Linked DNA regions of Mus musculus: region 2 is linked to region 1. Evidence: chromatin contacts called from public HiChIP or PLAC-seq data. All regions are on one chromosome and are shown on one strand. The core of a region is the stretch at or near the end of the contact, and the rest is flanking DNA. Distances in the headings are between cores, read along the strand shown. Region 1 has its middle 18 kb from the start of Aicda. Region 2 has its middle 5.0 kb from the start of Nanog.

Region 1 (3,284 bases), core at 295-2,794:
TGTGTTCTCCTGCGAAGTTTCTGTAGAGTGGAGACAGACGGACAGCAGGCTCCAGCAAGACACTGAAGGAAAGAGAGACAGGCAGCTCCTCTCCTAGAGGGAACTGAGGAGAAAAAGTGTTTAGCCATAGTTAGAGACAGAGCGAGCTCCGGGAGGGAGCTGAGAGACACAGCTGGCAGAAAGCCTTCCAGGAGCCCAGGAAAGGTTTGGGAGAGACTTAGAGGGTTGCCAGAAGTAATTCCACCAGAAGGAGGACTCCAAGATAGTGTTGGAGAAACACAGAGGGCGACTCGGTAAAGGGCAGGCAGCATGGGTCAGAATTTGAGCCTGGGGGCATCCCCAAGGGGACTGAAACTTGCCAGAGAGATACCCAGAATCAGTGGAGAGGCATGGAAGGGCACCCAAGAGGTGTAGGAAGGCTGCCTGATGCACCAGCATGAGTTTGTATCATGCTCATGGAGCTCTAGGAGAGTCATTTGCCAAGTAGGTAAGGAGAGACATGAGTCTAGAGCCGGTGGAGGGGAAGTGGTGGAAGAGGCAGACCCTAGAATTTGAAGTTAAATATGGTGGTGGCAGAAGCCAGAAGCAACACACAATCTATACAGCAGGAGAGCCAGATCAGCAGCTTTGTTCTGTTAAAAGAGGCCAGGCCCCTTGGAAGTGGGGGGATAGGGTGGGGGAGTCCCCATGCCCCTCCCAGGTTCTCAGCACCAGACATATAGGGATAGCAGGGAGTACCGTGAGGAAAAATATCAAGAACAGTGGGAGAGAATAGAGGAGATAGTGAGACAACAAGAGAGGGAGTCGAGCCAGAGAACAGCTGGCTGAACAGAGGATGAGAAGCTGAGGGACTGAATGAGGTACGCAGGTCCTCTGGACTCTCCTGCCTCAGCCCATCCACCATTTGCCGTTGTCCCGAGGAGGAAGCTTTTTCTGAAATTACATTTTATTTTATGTGTTCATTGTATGCATGATTGTGTGTGTGCCTTAGCATACATGTAGAGCTTGTAGGAATGGTTTCTCTCCTACCAAGTGAATCTGGTTGGCTTCAAACTCAAGTTCTCAGGCTTGGCAGCAGGCTCCTTTGTCTCCTGAGTCACTTTGCTTGCCCATAGTTTTCTTGTACTATATAAATACATTTTTAGGAAATGTTATCCATGGCAACAGCTTCAACTACAGCCTGTCCTCAGGCGTGACCATCATAATGCATTCAACAGTTGATAGCATACCAGCACTAACTAAATTAAGACGACAGCAAAGTGCCAACTGATTAGATAACCAGTCTGGCAATGCTCTTGAGCTGGCTGGATACAGCTCGATCTATAATATTTAAGCACTATATAATATAATAGAGTGTTTAAACACATTCTGGTAGCTAACAGAAGAAGCCACAACCCGGTCAAACTCTAACTCTGCTTTTTGCTGAGGGACCTGGTCATCTGTTTTCTGTTTCCTCAATAAAACGAGGATGATAAAGTTCCAGTGTCATAGGGACATTGTGAAACACAACTTAAGCAATGAGGTTACAGATTGAGTAATATTTTTCCCCTCTAAATGTACCCACAGTGCTTGGTCACCTACAAGGAACTCAGTGTGAACAGGCAGACTCAAACACAATGCAATTGGGCTTATGCATTCTTGACTGTGTGTACTGAATTGAATGGGAGAGAAAAATACCTATATGGCATTCATCGTGAACCAAGTGCTGAGTGTCTCACACATTGAATTCATTTATTTTTCCCTAGAAGTCTCCACTTGTTATTGGCTTAACTTTGGAAAAGAGAAAAAGTTCAAACGACTCGACCAAGGCCACCCAGCTGCTGACTATGTCCCTCTGCCCCAGGAAAGAGGAAGCAGCCTTTTGCAAACAAAAGGGCATTTCTGACAACTTCTTTTATATTTAGCTGACCTAGTGACTAATGCTTTGAACATTTCCAAGAGCCTTCTCCTCCATCCCGAAACACATATACTCACTTTAAAGTATGAAGTGACATGGCTGTGAGCTTAGGTGACCCCAAGTCCTTGTTCAATTACTAAAGAACAAACAAATACAGCTGGGGTTGGTGACAGAGGAACCAATAAACGTGAGTCACTTCCTGAATAACTATCTTCTTAACCCCAGATGTCAGGACAAGCCAATACCCAGATGTGTGCACTGGTGTGTGGACTTGGTGGATAGAGCTGACCCGCCCACAGAAGGTACAGTGTGTTCACTCTATAGTTAGAAGGGTGCTAATCTGGTCTTCAGTACTAAAGGTGTTGCCTAGGCTCAGTGGTCACCCTGATCATCCTGAGAACCAGAGTCTGACAAAATGGACTGAGACGGTGTCTCAAATTGAGGTCCATAAGTTTCCAGGGCTGGAGATGGAGCTCAGTCAGTAGAGCATTTGCCTAGCTTTCAGGAAGCCCTATGTTCTATTTTTAAAACATATAAACCCGGCGTGATACCATAGGCTATAAACCCAGAATTTGGGAGGCAGAATAAAGGAAAGAAGGAAAGAAGGAAGGAAGAGAAAGAGAGAGAGAGAGAAAGGAAGGAAGAAAAAGAACAAAAGGAAGAAGGAAAGAACGAGAAAGAATAAAAGGAAGAGAGAGAGACAGAGAGGAAAAATCTCAGAATTACAAACACTGCGTCTTCAGGAAGAGCTGCCTTTATTTTTGTTATTCTTTGTTGTCCTTCCCTTCCTTTCTATTTCGTCTGAGACGAGGTCTTACTATACAGCCCAATCTGGCCTCACTCTCAGAATCTTTCTGCCTGGGCTCCCAATACAAGCACAGTCTACCATATCCACCCTGTCCCCCACCCCCTTTCTCTCCTGTGTTGGGGACTGAATGCAGCCCATCTCCCCCCGCCCCCCCTCCAGGGTGAGCACTCTACCTCTGAGCTCCTCAGCTCCTGGAATAAATTTATAGCAGAATCACCCCCCCCCACCCCCACCCCAGTGAATCCTGAGTGACTGTGCTAAGTCCTGCACTGAAGACAGATTCCTGGGAACTTGAATAAATTAAGTAATTAAAAAGTAATTAAATGAGTTAACAGCTGAGCTGTGAGCCATCCTCAGACACAGCCTGGGACCTGAGCACCCTTCCTTCACTGCCTAAGTCATTGCTATGTTTACTTTGGGGTGTGTGTGTGTGTGTGTTTGTGTATTTGTTTGTTAGGGTTTTTGTTTGTTTGTTTATTGAGACAGAGTTTCTCTATGAAGCCCTGGAGCTCACTCTGTAGACCAGGCTGGCCTTGAACTCACAGAGATCCACTGGCCACTGCTTCCCAAGTGCTGGGA
Region 2 (3,284 bases), core at 225-2,724, 130 kb before region 1:
ACCAAAGTCATTTTAAGACTTGCAGCCTTCAGTGAAAAGTCTTTCACGTGGTTTGCTTAAACGAAGAATGGTATGTTGAGTTAAGTACTCGGACTAACCAAGGGCTACAGTATTATCTGTAGCCAATTTTTAATTTTGAGTCAGGACCTCACTATGTCAGATCTGGTTAGCCTGGAACTCACTGTGTAGACAAGGCTGGCTGCTGTGTTTCTTTCCCTCTCTCCCAAGTGCTGGGACAGAGAAAGCAGTCTTCACACTTTTTTTTTTTTAAAGACAGAGTCTCAGTGTGTATTCCTGGCTAGCCAACTCAGTATGCAGACCAACCTGGCTTTGAACTCCCAGGGATCCCTCTACTTCTGTCTGCCTTAAGGGGATCAAAGATGTGGCACCTTCACCGTGGTTTGGAATCCTTTTCTTCAATTTTATTTGTTAGAGCTAAGGCATGCCTGAGGAAGTCAGAGGACAATGTTTGGAACTTGGTTCTCTTGCACTTATACAAGTGTGTTTTACCCGCTGAGCATTCTGCCACTCACACCTCAGGAGAGGTAGGGGCATCACAGGGAGTTGAAAGCCAGCCTGATCTCCAGACTGCCTAAAGAAACAGAAACAAAACAAACACACACACACACAAAGAAAATACAAGCCTAAAATCTAAAGCACGGGGCCCATCGCTAACATATTGAAGGACAATAGGCATTCTGTGATGGCTCTTGTCTCCCCATTCCTAAGCCCAACATTCGAGGATTCTAAGGTCCTTTCCCACCCTCTACTCCAATCTCACTAAGGAAAGAAATGCTTACTAATCCCAGTTACATACTTTTGCCACACTCAAGTTTTTGAAATAACCACGTAGTCTCTCTCTCTCTCTCTCTCTCTCTCTCTCTCTCTCTCTCTCTCTCTCTCTCTCTCTCTCTCTCTCTCTCTCTCGGGGGAGGTGGGGGCGGGGATACAAAGCCCAGCAAACTACCTTCACTAGGCCAAAGGGTTCCTCTCCCTCAGCTACCAGCTCTGCCCTTACAAAAATTTACTCCTGTTTATAATGAAAAAAAAAAGATGCCACCAGGGAACCCTAGGTGTGTCCCAAGGGCGACGTAATTTTGGTAAGCTTGCCTTTGTCTTCTAGGAACCGTCCGGGAGAGGAATTGTAAGAGCTGGGAGGAGTCCAGAGAACTGGCTGGTTCAAGCTCTAAGCCGGTTCTCATTTCAAATTAGAAACAAAATGCATGCGAGTCCTCTAAAGGAGGAAACTTGCCTCTGGGTCCACGGAGTCAAGGCCACCATAGCCTTAAGTTTACCCCAAGTTCTACAAAGGTTTGGTACAGGGCGCACAGCTCCGGGTCAAAGGAGTCTGCTTAGGAGACGGCGATGGATCCCTCCCCAACCCCCATTCCTGTCCTGCCTCTTTAGTGTCTTTGAGAGTCTCTGGTGAAAGATCCGAGCGAAGAGGTGGCTGGTAGCCAAAAGGCAGGCTTGCTACATTCCTTATCCAGGGAAGCGGTTTGAATAGGGAGGAGGGCGTCTAGATGCCTTAGACCTGGTTGGAACTAGCTGTGTGGGTGGGGAAAGGAATGTTAAGTGGGTCCTCTGGGTGGTTAGCAGTCAAAACAAGAGTAAAAGATGAACTTGTATGGTTAGTGCTGAAAAGGAGCGGGGACTAGGGACAGGTGGGGGAGGGGTGTGAATCGCTAGCCTTGGAGTCCTCCGGGAGAGCCGCGGGACAAACCTGGGAAGGAAATTCCAGCAGGTTAACAATTGGAGAGAATTACAGACTCCAACACTTCTGGGTTTTTGTTTTTGTTTTTGAGACAAGGTTTCTCTATGCCCTGGCTGTCCTGGAACTCACGCTGTAGACCAGGCTGGCCTCGAACTACTGGAGACCCGTCTGCCTCTGACTCTGGAAGACTGGGATTAAAGGCTTTGTGCTGCTTTACCTGACTACGCCTCTGTTTTTAAAAACTCAGAAAAGCATAACATGAACCTGAGCGTGTAGTTCAGTTGGCACAGTACTCGCTTTGCATGAATAAAGGACATGCGTTCAGTCTCCAGCACTACACAGAACATAGTATCGAGTCTGAAATCCCAGCACGCAGGAGACAAGATCAAGTCTCCACTGAGAGCTCAGGCCCACAAAGCAGTTGGAGCTTCATTCTTCCTGAGGCCAGATCCCTCCCTCTCTCCCCCATCTCACTTAGGGAAAAAGAAAATGTATTCCCACAAGTTGTTCTCTGTGTGCACCCACACACAGCCAGGCAGTATAATAAATAGATTTTCAAGAAAAAGCATACCTAGAGTATACCGCTTGTTTATGTCTTTTCTTTCAAAAATTCACTTATTTAATTTATGTAAGTACACTGTAGCTCTCTTCAGACACACCAGAAGAGGGTATCAAATCCCATTACAGATGTTTGTGAGCCACCATGTGGTTGCTGGGATTTGAACTCAGGACCTTCAGAAGAGCAGTCAGTGCTCTTAACCTCTGAGCCATGTCTCCAGCCCCCTATACTAGGTTCTTTTGCCAGCATCATCAGTATCAGGGGCAGCTATTGTGTTAGGAAAGAAGCAGTGAGCTTATACTACTACTCCTCACTAGTGGTAGGGACCATGAATCTGTATTTTATAATCTTTCTTGAAGCAGGATGTGGTGGCTCAGACCTGTAATCTTAGCCCTTGAAGGAGAATCACCAGCCAGGGTATGTAGGGAGAGATTTTGTCAGTGCTCTTAACCACTGAGCCATCTCTCCAGCAAGATTCTGTCTTTGTTGTTGTTGTTTTTAAATATTTTTTATTAGGTATTTTCCTCATTTACATTTCCAATGCTATCCCAAAAGTCCCCCATACCCCCCCCCACTCCCCTACCTACCCACTCCCACTTTTTGGCCCTGGTGTTCCCCTGTACTGGGGCATATAAAGTTTGCAAGTTCAGTGGGTCTTTCTTTCCTCTGATGGCCGACGAGGCCATCTTTTGATACATATGCAGCTAGAGACAAGGGCTCTGGGATACTGGTTAGTTCATAATGTTGTTCCACCTATAGGGTTGCAGATCCTTTTTAGCTCCTTGGGTACTTTCTCTAGCTCCTCCATTGGGGGCCCTGTGATCCATCCAATAGCTGACTGTGAGCATCCACTTATGTGTTTGCTAGGCCCCGGCATAGTCTCACAAGAGACAGCTACATCTGGGTCCTTTCAGCAAAATCGTGCTAGTATATGCAATGGTGTCAGCGTTTGGAAGCTGATTATGGGATAGATCCCTGGATATGGTAGTCTCTAGATGGTCCATCCTTTCG

What was found. HiChIP or PLAC-seq counts read pairs in DNA pulled down with a chosen protein or histone mark.
Region 2: a contact with region 1 is called in an HNF4G HiChIP or PLAC-seq map of pancreatic cancer cells. The contact joins two enhancer-like sites. A contact is called at or near these places in 1 of 39 promoter capture datasets (embryonic stem cells), 2 of 115 datasets of contacts at active chromatin or transcription factors (embryonic stem cells and pancreatic cancer cells) and 2 of 9 other capture datasets (adipose tissue and pancreatic islet).

Annotation. Positions count from the first base shown.
Region 1 is chr6:122,569,716-122,572,999 of GRCm38.p6, reverse strand. No RefSeq gene overlaps it. Among named protein-coding and RNA genes, the nearest start is that of Aicda, 18 kb to the right of the region's middle. Within about 2 kb of position 1,544, at least 129 of the 459 cell types and tissues checked have an H3K27ac peak or open chromatin away from gene starts, as enhancers often do. A contact at or near this core is called in adipose tissue and pancreatic cancer cells, where this site is marked.
Region 2 is chr6:122,700,916-122,704,199 of GRCm38.p6, reverse strand. No RefSeq gene overlaps it. Among named protein-coding and RNA genes, the nearest start is that of Nanog, 5.0 kb to the left of the region's middle. RefSeq lists an enhancer at 1,273-1,676. Within about 2 kb of position 1,474, at least 162 of the 459 cell types and tissues checked have an H3K27ac peak or open chromatin away from gene starts, as enhancers often do. A contact at or near this core is called in adipose tissue and pancreatic cancer cells, where this site is marked.